Regions from separate parts of the Mus musculus genome. Here region 1 is linked to region 2. A link is a contact called in public HiChIP or PLAC-seq data. All regions are on one chromosome and are shown on one strand. Each heading gives the region's core, a stretch centred on a gene start, on an enhancer-like site or on the middle of the called end of the contact. The rest is flanking DNA. Distances are from core to core; before and after follow the strand shown. Region 1 holds the start of Tubgcp6 (tubulin, gamma complex associated protein 6). Region 2 overlaps Ppp6r2 (protein phosphatase 6, regulatory subunit 2).

What was found. HiChIP or PLAC-seq counts read pairs in DNA pulled down with a chosen protein or histone mark.
Region 1: a contact with region 2 is called in an H3K4me3 HiChIP or PLAC-seq map of bone marrow-derived macrophages, with 4 times the contacts expected there. The contact joins the promoter of Tubgcp6 here to the enhancer-like site in region 2. A contact is called at or near these places in 14 of 39 promoter capture datasets (the C10 cell line, the HPC-7 cell line, cranial neural crest and 10 more), 1 of 484 Hi-C or Micro-C datasets (bone marrow-derived macrophages), 4 of 115 datasets of contacts at active chromatin or transcription factors (the 230-238 cell line, bone marrow-derived macrophages and embryonic hindbrain) and 4 of 9 other capture datasets (adipose tissue, liver, macrophages and 1 more).

The regions. Positions count from the first base shown.
Region 1 is chr15:89,121,351-89,127,326 of GRCm38.p6, reverse strand. It overlaps Tubgcp6 (tubulin, gamma complex associated protein 6), which reads left to right and starts at 4,177. Exons shown (of 25, transcript NM_001163319.1): 1 at 4,177-5,250. The coding sequence starts at 4,510. It overlaps Hdac10 (histone deacetylase 10), which reads left to right. Exons shown (of 20, transcript NM_199198.2): 6 at 109-177; 7 at 332-458; 8 at 621-686; 9 at 890-949; 10 at 1,026-1,115; 11 at 1,246-1,352; 12 at 1,437-1,501; 13 at 1,578-1,830; 14 at 1,931-2,015; 15 at 2,523-2,614; 16 at 2,739-2,795; 17 at 3,074-3,152; 18 at 3,326-3,508; 19 at 3,603-3,762; 1 more. The coding sequence ends at 3,861.
Region 2 is chr15:89,237,574-89,243,927 of GRCm38.p6, reverse strand. Ppp6r2 (protein phosphatase 6, regulatory subunit 2) reads right to left here. Exons shown (of 25, transcript NM_026813.2): 2 at 1,640-1,768; 3 at 469-623. Among named protein-coding and RNA genes, the nearest start is that of Ppp6r2, 29 kb to the right of the region's middle. Within about 2 kb of position 3,742, at least 54 of the 459 cell types and tissues checked have an H3K27ac peak or open chromatin away from gene starts, as enhancers often do. A contact at or near this core is called in the HPC-7 cell line, adipose tissue, bone marrow-derived macrophages and 1 more, where this site is marked.

The sequences.
Region 1 (5,976 bases), core at 2,928-5,427, 120 kb after region 2:
TTGGTGGTTAAGAGGTCCCACCCAGCTCCCTCCACTCCTGGCTGAGCTCCTAGCCTAAAGGTGGAAAGGCAGCCACTTCCAGTAATCCCCAGTACTGTCCGAATTTAGGATTCTCATTGTCGACTGGGATGTCCACCATGGCCAGGGCATCCAGTATATCTTCAACGATGACCCCAGGTGAGCTGGGGTGTGGACACAGCCCTTCTCTGCCGCTCACCATTTTGGGGATAAAATTCCAGTGGTGAGACTAGGGGTCTTAAGAGTTAGGGTTCTTTGAGAAGCTGTGGAGTTGCTAAGGGACCTCACTTCTGACCTGGCCAATTGTCGACAGTGTCCTTTATTTCTCTTGGCACCGCTATGAGCATGGAAGCTTCTGGCCGTTTCTCCCAGAGTCTGATGCAGATGCAGTTGGCCAAGGGCAGGGCCAAGGTTTCACTGTCAATTTGCCCTGGAACCAGGTACCAAGTCCCCCTCCCCCCTCCGTCCAGCCTACGTCTCCTGTGAATGTCTCCTGGGGCATTCTGCAAGAGTCTCCCTGGACTTTGGATCCCAGGGGTGAAGACCGTGATGTCCTCATTTGCAGGGCTGGTCCCCTGATGCCTGCTTTGCTTTTGCTGCAGGTTGGGATGGGAAATGCCGACTATTTGGCTGCCTTTCTGCATGTGCTGCTCCCACTGGCCTTCGAGGTGACTGTGTGGTGGGTGTCCTCCTAGGCTTACCCAGAGTCCCACTGTGAAGACTGGAGAGTTGAAAGCCACTCCAGTGTATGAATGGGAGTAGGGAAGGTGTCTCAGAAAGTCTAACCTTATGTGAGTGGGTAGCACTGGGACCTCCCCTTCACCTGGGCTATTGCTCTCTTTGGTTCCTTCCCACCGGATCCTGCCTATAGTTTGATCCTGAGTTGGTGCTGGTGTCGGCTGGATTTGACTCTGCTATCGGGGACCCTGAGGTGAGAACATGGCCTGGCTTGGGAGTAATGTAAGGTTCTGGGGGCCCAGGTCCTTATCATACTTACTGTGTTTCAGGGGCAGATGCAGGCCACCCCTGAGTGCTTTGCCCATCTCACACAGCTGCTGCAGGTGCTGGCTGGTGGCCGGATTTGTGCTGTGTTGGAGGTAAGTGCCCAAGGGCCAGGGGAGGGGAGGGCACCAGATGTGAGAGTCAGTCGAGATTAGGTGTTCTGCCTGGTACGGCCACTCACACTAGTGACATCCCTCCTCTGTCCCATTTCAACGCTCTTCCTAGGGTGGCTACCACTTGGAGTCCCTAGCACAGTCAGTGTGCATGATGGTGCAGACACTGCTTGGTGACCCCACACCTCCCCTTCTTGGGCTCATGGTGCCATGTCAGAGGTTTGAAGACTGGAGAGCCAGTGGGAGGGGGGGATTGAGGCTGGAGGGGGGGAGTCAGGCTTACAACTCTACTTCTTGCCATAGTGCCCTGGAGTCCATCCAGAGTGTCCAGACAGCCCAGACCCCTTACTGGACAAGCCTCCAGCAAAGTCAGTATGGCTTGGACCTGGGTTGGTGGCTCCACTCTGAGCTTCTTTGCAGTGACTGTGACTCTGAACCGTTTAGATGTGGCCCCAGTTCTGAGTTCCAGCACCCACTCTCCTGAAGAGAGATCTCTGCGTCTGCTTGGTGAGAGCCCCACATGTGCAGTAGCAGAGGATTCACTGAGCCCCCTCCTGGACCAACTGTGCCTCCGCCCTGCACCTCCAATCTGCACAGCGGTGGCCTCGACTGTACCAGGTGCTGCTCTGTGCTTACCTCCTGGAGTGCTCCATCAAGAAGGGTCAGTCTTGAGGGAGGAGACCGAAGCCTGGGCCAGGTGAGGAGAGCGGATCTGAGGACGGGGCTGTACATGCCTTGCACCTGTGTCACTGATACAATTTTGATTTCCATGTGTCCTTCTGGCCTGCCCGTTACAGGCTTCACAAATCCCGGTTCCAGGATGAGGATCTTGCCACACTGGGGAAGATTCTGTGTCTCTTAGATGGAATCATGGATGGGCAGGTAGAGTCGCCGGGGCTACAGCTGAAGATGGTGGCGGTGGCATGTACAAGGGGTTGACATGTTACCTTGGGCAGGGAAAGTGGACGATTTAAAGTGTAGTTTTAGGGCTGGAGAGATAGATAGATGGCTTAGTGGTTGAGAGTACTGACTCCTCTTCCAAGGGTCCTGAGTTCAAATCCCAGCAACCACATGGTGGCTCACAACCATCTGTAATGGGATCTGACGCCCTCTTCTGGTGTGTCTGAAGGTAGCTACAGTGTACTTACATATGACCATAAATAAATCTTAAAAAACAAACAAACAAAACCTGTAGTTTTAAGCAATTTGGCTTTTAGAATCGGGGGCGATTTGACCTTGTAGTGTAGGGAAAGGAGGTTAGTATCAGCCATTTGGAAAAGACCAGAACAAAGCGTGAATGGGTTTAACCTAAGGTCTGGGAGCTGGCATTGACTCCTGAAAGTCCTCCAAAGAGTGTGTGTGTGTGCCAGCCTGTTGTTTATTCTGTAGATAAGAAATGCCATAGCAACCACAACTGCCCTCGCCACAGCAGCAACATTGGATGTACTCATTCAGCGATGCCTAGCTCGCAGAGCTCAGAGGTAAACTCTGCTTGGTTGACTTGAGTCCCCAAGGACCTGGGAGTACCCACTCAATGGCATAGGGAGGGCCCTCAAATGGATACTGGACAATGTGAGCCCAGCCCATCCTGGGTCAACTTCTTAGGGTGCTCTGTGTGGCCCTGGGACAACTGGATCGACCCCTGGACCTTGCAGATGATGGGTATGATTCTCTAGCTTATACATCTCAGTTGTGCATGGACAGGTAGTGGGCATGTGACTGGGAATCCAGGGTCACCGTTGGGTGAGAACACTGCTTCCCATAGGTGCAGTTTGAGAGTGGATGCCCCAGAACACAGTGCCATACCAGGTTGACAGTCACTTACGCCCCCACCCCCCTGGCCCCAAGCTCTCCTCTGTCTTTTATTGATAAGCCCTGGGAAGGGTGAGCAGGGTCTCCTGCATTATGTGTCTATGGCCCTGGTGCTTTCTCTTGAGAAGGAGAATTCTGTGGCTCAACATCCGGGGCAAGGATGCAGCCATCCAGTCCATGTTCCACTTCTCCACTCCACTGCCACAGGTGAGTGGCTGTGTTGGGGTTGGAGAGCTTCTCCGCCCCCCCCCCCCCGCCGGTCTCTCTGGGGGTTCCTGTTCACAACCCAGGGTCCCTGAGATTGGGGGTGGGGTGGGCGACAGGAGCCACTAGCAGTGCCCTTTAGATGAGAGTCTGAGGCTCTGCTATTGTCCCTACAGACAACTGGAGGGTTTCTGAGCCTCATTCTGGGTCTGGTACTGCCCTTGGCCTATGGTTTCCAGCCTGATATGGTGTTGATGGCACTGGGGCCTGCCCATGGCCTGCAGAACGCTCAAGCTGCTCTCTTGGCTGCAATGCTTCGGAGCCCAGTAGGGGGCCGAATTCTAGCTGTAGTGGAAGAGGTAAACTGGGTAGGGTGGCTACGTTATATGGGTGGAAGGTGGGCAGAAACAACTGTCTCATTGCGGCGCCCAAACCCCACTCTCTCCGAGCCAGGAATCCATACGCCTGCTTGCAAGGAGCCTGGCGCAGGCATTGCATGGAGAAACACCTCCCAGTCTGGGTCCTTTCTCGAAGGCCACTCCAGAGGAGATCCAGGCTCTGATGTTTCTAAAAGCTCGGCTGGAGGCTCGCTGGAAATTGCTGCAGGTGGCTGGTGAGGCACACAGGGGCAAAGGCGACGCCCTACGTTAGAACTACGTGGAGCCAGCTTCACCAACGAGTCAACTTTGCTTTTCCAGCTCCTCCACCATAATAACAGTGATTGCCAGTCGCTTGAAATCGGTCAAGGTGGGCGATTCACACGTGAAAAATAGCACACTCGGGCCCCAGCGAACCATGGCCCGAGACCTACGTCCCGTCTGCGGCCCAGGCGTCCTCTACCTCCAGAACAATAAACATCGGCCAAACACAACACATCTCTGTCTCCGTTACTGAGTTCACTCCCATCAAATTATCCAAGATGCTAGGTTCTAGCTCTGAAAGCTGAGGCTGAGGCCTCGCCCACTTAGGGCGGGCCTGATGACGTATTTCCCGTGCGTCTCCTGGTGTTGTCTGCCGTCGCGTGGGTGTGACGCCAGAGCGGCGGGAGTCCCAGTTCGGGCGTCCCGGGCTTGCAGGCTGGTCATGGGGCGTACGCATTCGGTCGGTAAACTTGTCATGGTCCGGGAGAGCCGAGGACGAGCGCCAGGTGGAGGCTGAGGGCTGTTAGGGTCGCGGCGTGTGGCCTCTTGCAGTGCGAAACCTGAGACGCGGATGCCGGGTTGCCGGGTGTGGAGCCACGGGCGGTCCGCTTTTTGAGCCTGGCTCACCTACGGTGAGCTTTGGCCTTTGAGAGCATGAAGTGACTCCTAGGTGCAAAGTTTACCAGTCAGGAGGGTCCTGGGCTGAAAAGAGAGTGACTATGGCCAGCATCACCCAGCTGTTCGATGACCTCTGCGAGGCTCTCTTACCTGCTGCCCAAGCTCGCCCCGGCCAGCGCAGTGTGAACAGGAAGAGGGCGAAGCGGAGCCTTAAGAGGGTGGCCTACAATGCCCTTTTCGCAAATCTTTTTCAAGAGGACACCCATCAACGGCAGCCCGACTCGTCGAAGCTCCCCGTGAAAAACAAGGTCCTCATGCTGTCCTTCGATTTGAGGGTGGGGGGCTTGGGGCCAGAGGCTGACCGTTTGGAGGAGCTCGTGGAGAAACTTGAAGCAGCCCCTGACTGTCCTTTTGTGGAGGTAGCATCAGTGTTGGACCTCTTAGTTCAGCTGGCAGGAAGTGGCCCCCCTCAAGTGCTGCGTAGAAAACGGGATTACTTCTTTAACAACAAGCATGCAGGCCGAAACATACCCTACAGCGGCTACGATTGCTATGACTTGAGTGTGTTTGAAATGGACGTTCGGTCATTTATCTCTGGGGAGGAGAATTTGTGTCATCACACGGTCCAGGAAGCGCTTCAGGTGATGGAGGCTGCCCCAGGCACTGGCCTGCCCACCGTTGGGCTCTTCTCAATTGGTGACTCTTGTGGTGACAGGTTTGAGAGAGACACCAGGGTCTCCCTCTTTGGTGCACTTGTGCATAGCCGCACCTATGACATGGATGTGCGACTGGACCTACCACCTGTGCCAGACAGCGCGGACTTCTCTGGACTAGCCATCAAGGTAGTATTTCTTTCCCTTTCAGTAACCCTAGAGGTTTGGAAAATTCTTTTACCTGGTACTGTTGGCAAGCTTCTGTCCAAGCCTCAGGTGAGCAGACAGTCATGATGTAGAGGTGTTGGGGAGGATTTGCTGGCATCCTTTTGCACAGGAATGTCCTAGCTGCTCACCAGTAAGCAAAACACAACGTGCACCTTTCCCATCCTGTTCCTCAAGAGCTTCTTGTTAAGTCACTTCTCTAGTGCTGTTAGTTCAGAAATCAGATTAATTAAAATGAAGAGAGGCAGTGGTGGTACACACCTTTAATCCCAGCACTTGGGAGGCAGAGGCAGGCGGATTTCTGAGTTCGAAGTCAGCCTGATCTACAGAGTGAGTTCCAGGACAGCCAGGGCTACACAGAGAAACCATGTCTCAAAAAGCAAAACAAAACAAACAACACCCCCCATCCAAAAGAAAGTCTGCCCTTAAGTTGTAGAAGCCACATCATTTCAAAGATACCTGGTGTGCATGCTTTGTATACCCCCTCACCTGTAACATGGGTTTCCCCAACCCACCTCCACGTCATTGAATAAATTATCATTTTCTCTTGTATTTTATTACTTGTAAATTTTGTTAAGAGGACAAACTATTACTTCTCAGTTTTGTTTTTATTTTTTATTTTTATTTTTGATTTCTCGAGACAGTTTCTCTGGCTGTCCTGGACTTGCTTTGTAGATCAGGTTGGCCTTG
Region 2 (6,354 bases), core at 2,493-4,992:
TTATGGTGATCATCTTTTTTCTTTTTTTTTTTTTTTTTTTTTTTTTTTTTGGTTGGTGTTTTTGAGACAGGGTTTCTCTGTATAGCCCTGGCTGTCCTGGAACTCACTTTGTAGACCAGGCTGGCCTCGAACTCAGAAATCCTACTGCCTCTGCCTCCCAGGTGCTGGGATTAAAGGCGTGCGGCACCACGCCCGGTTTATGGTGATCATCTTACCTCAGCTTTTCAAATCCTGGGATTACAGGTGTCAAACACTATGCCTGATCTCTACATCCTGTCTTCCATAGAGATGCTTAACTATCCACTGATGACTGGCAGGTTACCACTGAGAGCATCCTTGTCCATAAGCCAGCTTTGGACTTAGTACATCCACACAGCAGGATGCTCTTCCCACTTTGACTACTGTCCTTGAGATTCCTTCCAGACTGTAAAGAACAACAAGATACGGCCAAGCCTGCTACACGCTTACCCAGCAGCGAATGAGTGAAAGGAGCCTCAAGTCCTGCTTCTTTATTTCCCAGGGTGACAGAACCGGAAGACAGAGGATAGGATTCAAACACAAGTGTCGCCCATATGATGCTACAGTTCCATGAAAGGGTCCAACAGAACACTCTGTGGTAGAGACTGTTGCCAAGAGAGAATTAGAATCTAAACTGCAACTGATCATTGACCCAGCCACAAATCAGCTCTTACTTTTTTGTATTTTAACTTTTTACAATTTATCAATTACAAGTGTGGTGGTGGCCCATGCAGAGGCAGGTCACTGTGAATTCAAGGCCAGCATGGTCTATAGTGAGTTCCAGGACAGCCAGGGCTACATAGACAGAGTTTGCCTCAATTTAAAGAATAAACAAATAAGCTTTATTTATCATTATTGTGTGTGTGTAATGTGCGTCAGTACAGGCGCATATATGCCATGGCACATATCTAGAGACCAAAAACCAATGTTTGGGGGTCAATTCTCTCCCTCCAACTTGGGTTCCAGGGATCCAACTGAGGTCATCCGGCTCCTGGAGTAAGAACTATTACCCATCAAACCATGCTGCCAGCCCTTTTCCTTTTCAGTTCCTATCAGTTGGGATAAAACATGCTCCTTAAATCTGTGGACCTGGGTCTTTGGTTTTTTATCACAGTGACAGAAAAGGAAGCAATGCCCAGAGCATGCTTTGTTCTTCACTACAGAGCAGAACAGAGCCGTCATAATGCTCAGTGTCCTCTCTCCTCTCTCGCCCTTTGGGTATTATCTTAATGTCTAATACAACAAAATGCTAGCAAGAAATGGCATTAACCAGGTGTGTGATGTTCAGCTGTAATCTCAGCATTCAGGACACAGAGGCTGGAGAATCCTAAGTTTAAGAGCAACTTTAGCAGCTGGGGGTGGGGGTGGGGGTGGGGGTGGGGGTGGGGCACTTGGGAGACAAGAGGCAGATATAGCTCGGTGTGTTCAAGGCCTGTCTGGTCTAAAGTGCTAGTTCCACAACAGGCAACACAGTGAAACCCTGTCTTAAAACCAAAAACAACCAACCAGTTTTGTCTACATAGTGAGATCCTATCATCTGACCTACAAATGTCCATCTATAAAATATATTTGAGTAACCTGTACATTATAAACTGTAATTTAATTGAAAAGATTACCTTACCTTCTATGGCAATACCTTGTTTAAATCTTGCATTCAGGCAAAATAAAAAGCATTTCGGTTTTTTCTTGTGTATATATGCAACTTTAAAAAAAGGTGTTTTCATTCAGGGAATAGTTTTGGCTGGTTTACCTGAAAATAAAAGAAAAAGTATTTAATTTTCCTTTATAGAGTTAATTTTGCATCTTAGTTTCTTTTCCTGATTCTGTGATAAAATGCAAGAACAACTTAAGGAAGGGCTGGTTTAGCTCTCCGTTCCAGGCCCTTCAGAAGGAACTGGGGGCAAGCAGTCAAAAACCACCTGTACTCAGCCCACCGTCTCCTCACACAGTCTAAGGTCTGCGCACAGAATGGCGCCGCCCACAGTGGGCAGGCCTTCCCACCTCAGTCACTGCAATCAGAATAGTCTGCAGACATGGCCATTTCCCAAGTGATTCTAATCCTGTCAAGTAGCTGACAATGTTATCACACTAACGAAAATGTCAGACCAAAAAGAAAAGAAAAGAAAAGAAAAGAAAAGAAAAGAAAAGAAAAGAAAAGAAAAGAAATCAAGAGCCATTATTGTGATTGTCATCTTGATGGGACTGAGAAGCACCTAGGAAGCTATAAAGCACTTCCGGGTGTGTCTGAAGGCATCCAAGAGATGATTGATTATGGTGGAAAGATCTGCCTTGAATGTATTGTTGATACCATCTAATACGCTCAGGGCCTGAAAAAAGAATAGCAGAAAAAAGGAGAGGCTAGCTAAGAGCTTTCTATCTTTTTCTTTGTCTTATTCTTTCCTTCCCTCCTTCCCCTCATTCTTTTCTATCCTTCCTGGTTCCCATGACGTGAGCTGTTCTGCTCTGCCATGGTCTCCCCACTGTGAAAGAGTAAGACTGCTCAGCCTATGAAACAAAATCATCTTCTCTCAAGTTGTTTATATGGGTATTCTGTCACAGAAATGTAAAACCAACACACCAGCCGGGCTGGGACTGTGTTTCTACTGTTATAAGCACTGGATTCTCTTCTAGAGGATCTGGGTTTAATTCCCACATCCAATTCTCCAGTTCTAGGGGACCTGATGCCCTCTTCTGGTCACCACAGTCATTCAACATGCACACATGAACACATGCAGACATACACATATAAGCAAAATACTCATTTAAATTAAAATGATTCGGGGGGAGTAGGCACTGTCATGACTAAACAATAGGGTTCTTTGTATTTTGAGAGTTTTTTTTTTTTTAAAGACAGTTTATGTAGCCCTGGCAGGCCTGGAAGTGACTATGTAGACCAAGGTGGCCTTACAGAAAGTTCTTTCACTGCCTCCCTGTGCTGAATTAAAGGCATGCCCCACCATATCCAGATTCACAGTGTAAGGTTTTATTGTTATTTTGTTTTGGTTTTGAGACAGGGTATCACAATGAGGCCTTGGCTGGCCTGACATTCACTAAGTAGACCAGGCTGGCCTCACACTCAGAGATCTAACTGCCGTCCACATGCTGGGATTAAAAGTGTGTGCCACCACACCCAGCCACAATGAGGTTCTTAAGACTCCAGAGCTCATGTGATTGTTGGAGGTATTTGGAACAGCTTGGAGAAAGACATTAGAAAGACTTTAGGATGCTACAAGATGAGATTTCTATGTAATTCTGCTGGGATCTCAGAAGATCAGAATACTGACAGGGGTGTGGGAAAGAAAGAGCAATTCTATATAGAAGCAACATCTATATTAGGAACTGGATTACAGGCCACTTGTATTACATTGCAGGGGGAAAATTCGTCTATATTCTGTCAGTGAATAGAGACTGTGTGGAGGCTGGGTTTATTTGTTTGTTTGTTTTTAATATGTATGGGTGTTTTGCCTGAATGTGTGTCTGGGGATTGGATGCCCTGGAACTGGATTTATAAATGGCTGTGAGCCACCAGGTAGGTGCTGTAAGTTGAATCTGGGACCTCTGGATAAGGAGTCAGAATTCCTAACCACTGAGCAATCCCTCTAGCTCCTTGAAGGCTAAGTTAAAGGTGAACAACTAGCTTCTGGTGCAGGCCCAGGGTCTCCCAAGCCCTTTCATTCCTGTCTCTCCAGACTTCCTCTTTATACTACCACAGCCTCTCAGCAGAGGCTCCTCCACCCTACTCATTTCCTGAGGCCTCTGCCTCTTGGTTCAGATTCAGCTTTCCCTTCTGGCTTCTCCACTCCTTTGTGTCAGCCAGCAGTCCTCAAAAACTCTTTTTACCAGGGATTCCCAGTGGCATGCTGGGCTGGTACAACGAAAGGCAATTTTCACTCTCCTTCCTGTCTATCCCCGCTGCTGATCTTTCAGGGGTGTGGTGTGTGTGTGTGTGGGTTAGTCTTAGTCCTGTAGCAGCCTACCTGCAAGAGCTCCCCCCTCCTGCCGTCTCCACTCACTGAGGACTCTGTCTCTTGGTGCAGATCCCAGCCTCCCTAGCTCTTCCCTGTGGACTTATTGCTTCATTTTGCTTTGAATATTTTTTTTGTCTTATTGTTCTTTTGCTTGTTTATTTTTTTATCTTTGTTTTGTAGGAGGAATTGTATTTCTTGACTTTGTTTGTTTATTTGTTTGTTTTTTTTGTTTCGTTTGTTTCTTTGAAAATAGACAGAAAAAAACAAAACCATTAAGTTGAGTAAGTAGGATCAGAAAGGAACCTGAAGAAGACAAAACCATGATCTTAAAAAAGTGATGAATTAGCTGATTATCTAGCACAGGAAACTCACTGCATGCTGGCGTTCAGGCTGAAGCATGGATATAAGTGGCTGCGCTATCTAGAGAAGCTCACAGCATGGGTATGAGCAGACCCACGGCAGAAGAAAGGCCTGAAAGCTTTCCACTTGCTCAGCAAAGCACCCCATGGAAAGTGGGGGCCTGGGGAAGTGTGGCTGTTGGAAAGGCAGAGGTGCTTAGAAAGAAGCCAAGTACTTGGCATCAGGACAATAGGAACCGGCCACTATCACTTTAGTTGAGGCAGAAAGCTTTTATGTCTTTTGAAAGACAGCTCTAGGCATCCGACTCATGCTCAGGCACTTAGGAAAGTGTTTCCCGCACATTCAGCCGTCTAAGCACCCATGGTCCAAGGGGTGCCAGCTACTGACCAAGCTGGCGGCAGACTGGGCACTGCCCATATGATGCTCAGGGCTGGTAGTCTGAGTGCTATAAAAACAAAAACAAAAACCAGGCCGAGCAAGCCAGAAGCAGCACCACTCCATATCCTCTATATCACCAGCTCCTGCCGCCCGCCAGGCTCTTGCCCTGTGTTCAGTGATGAACTATAAGGCAGAAGTGTAAACAAAATAAAACCTTTCCTCCCCATATTGCGTTTGGTCACAGTGTTCTATCATAGCTATAGAAACTCTAAGGCATAAAATTACTGAGGCTTCCATTCTGGTTTCAAAGAAAAGTCTGGAAGGTCAGGCAATGTGTAGTAGGGTCTGGATCCCCAAAGAAAGGCCCTGGAGAGAGTGATGCTTAACTCTGTAAAGGTAAGGCCAAGATTCAATGGAGACTCCAGGAGCCAAATGTGCTGTCTCATATAGGTATTCCCAGCACTGGCAAGACTGAGGCAGGAGGATTACAGTGAGTTTGAGGCCAGCATGGATTACACAGTAAGTAATAAGTAAGTAAGTAAATAAATAAATAAATAAATAAATAAGGCTAGTGAGATGGCTCAACAGTTAAGAGCACACACTACACTTATAGAAGACAAGGGTTCAATTCCCAGCACCTACATCTGTCAGCCCACAACCACCTGTAACTCCAGGGCTATCTGATGTCTCTGGCCTTTATGAAGGCCTGCACTCATATACGTATACCTCCTTCCTATGTGCATAACTAAAAATAAAATAAAGAAATAACTCCAGAAGTCAGAGTTGTCACAAACATGGAATGTGTGCTGGGAAAACTACAGCAAGTGAACAGAGTAGCCCAAGAGAAAAAAAGGCCGGTGGTTATAACCAGCAAGGCTACAGGGGTGATAAGCTGTTCAGGACCCAGCCTTGGGAACTTACATCACACCTCACACCTGCTCCAAATGCCAGGCATGGAGCTACAGGGTTTGTGTACACACATCAATGCATGGAGCTACAGGGTTTGTGTACACACATCAATGTGTGTGTGTGTGTGTGTGTGTGTGTGTGTACATGCCATGGCATACATGGAGAGGTGAAGACAACTTGTGGTTGTCAGTTCTCTCCTTTCCACTTGTATATGGGTCCCTGGAATCAAACTCAGTTGTCAGGTTTGGCAGCAAGTGCCTTTATGCACTAAGCCATCTAGCCAAGCAAGAGAACATCTACAAGATTTAACTGTGGCCTGCCCAACTCTAGTCAGATACATCCTCACTATTCTCCAATTCCTTTCTTTTGGAAATATTTGAAAAACTTGACATTATTAAGAATCTACGCTACTGTATACTGAAAGTATGTGACTTTTTGTTTTTGTTTTTGTTTTTGGAGACAGGGTTTCTCTGTATAGCCCTGGCTGTCCTGGAGCTCACTTTGTAGACCAGGCTGGCCTCGAACTCAGAAATCCGCCTGCCTCTGCCTCCCGAGTGCTGGGATTAAAGGCATGCGCCACCACGCCCGGCTGTGACTTTTTTTTACTTTACAGAACTTACAGCTTAGAATTTTCAGAGTTTTAGAATAAGCTTTGGATTTAGAATTTTAAATAACACTGGAAAGAACTATTAAAACTACCAGACCTCTTAAAGATAGATTT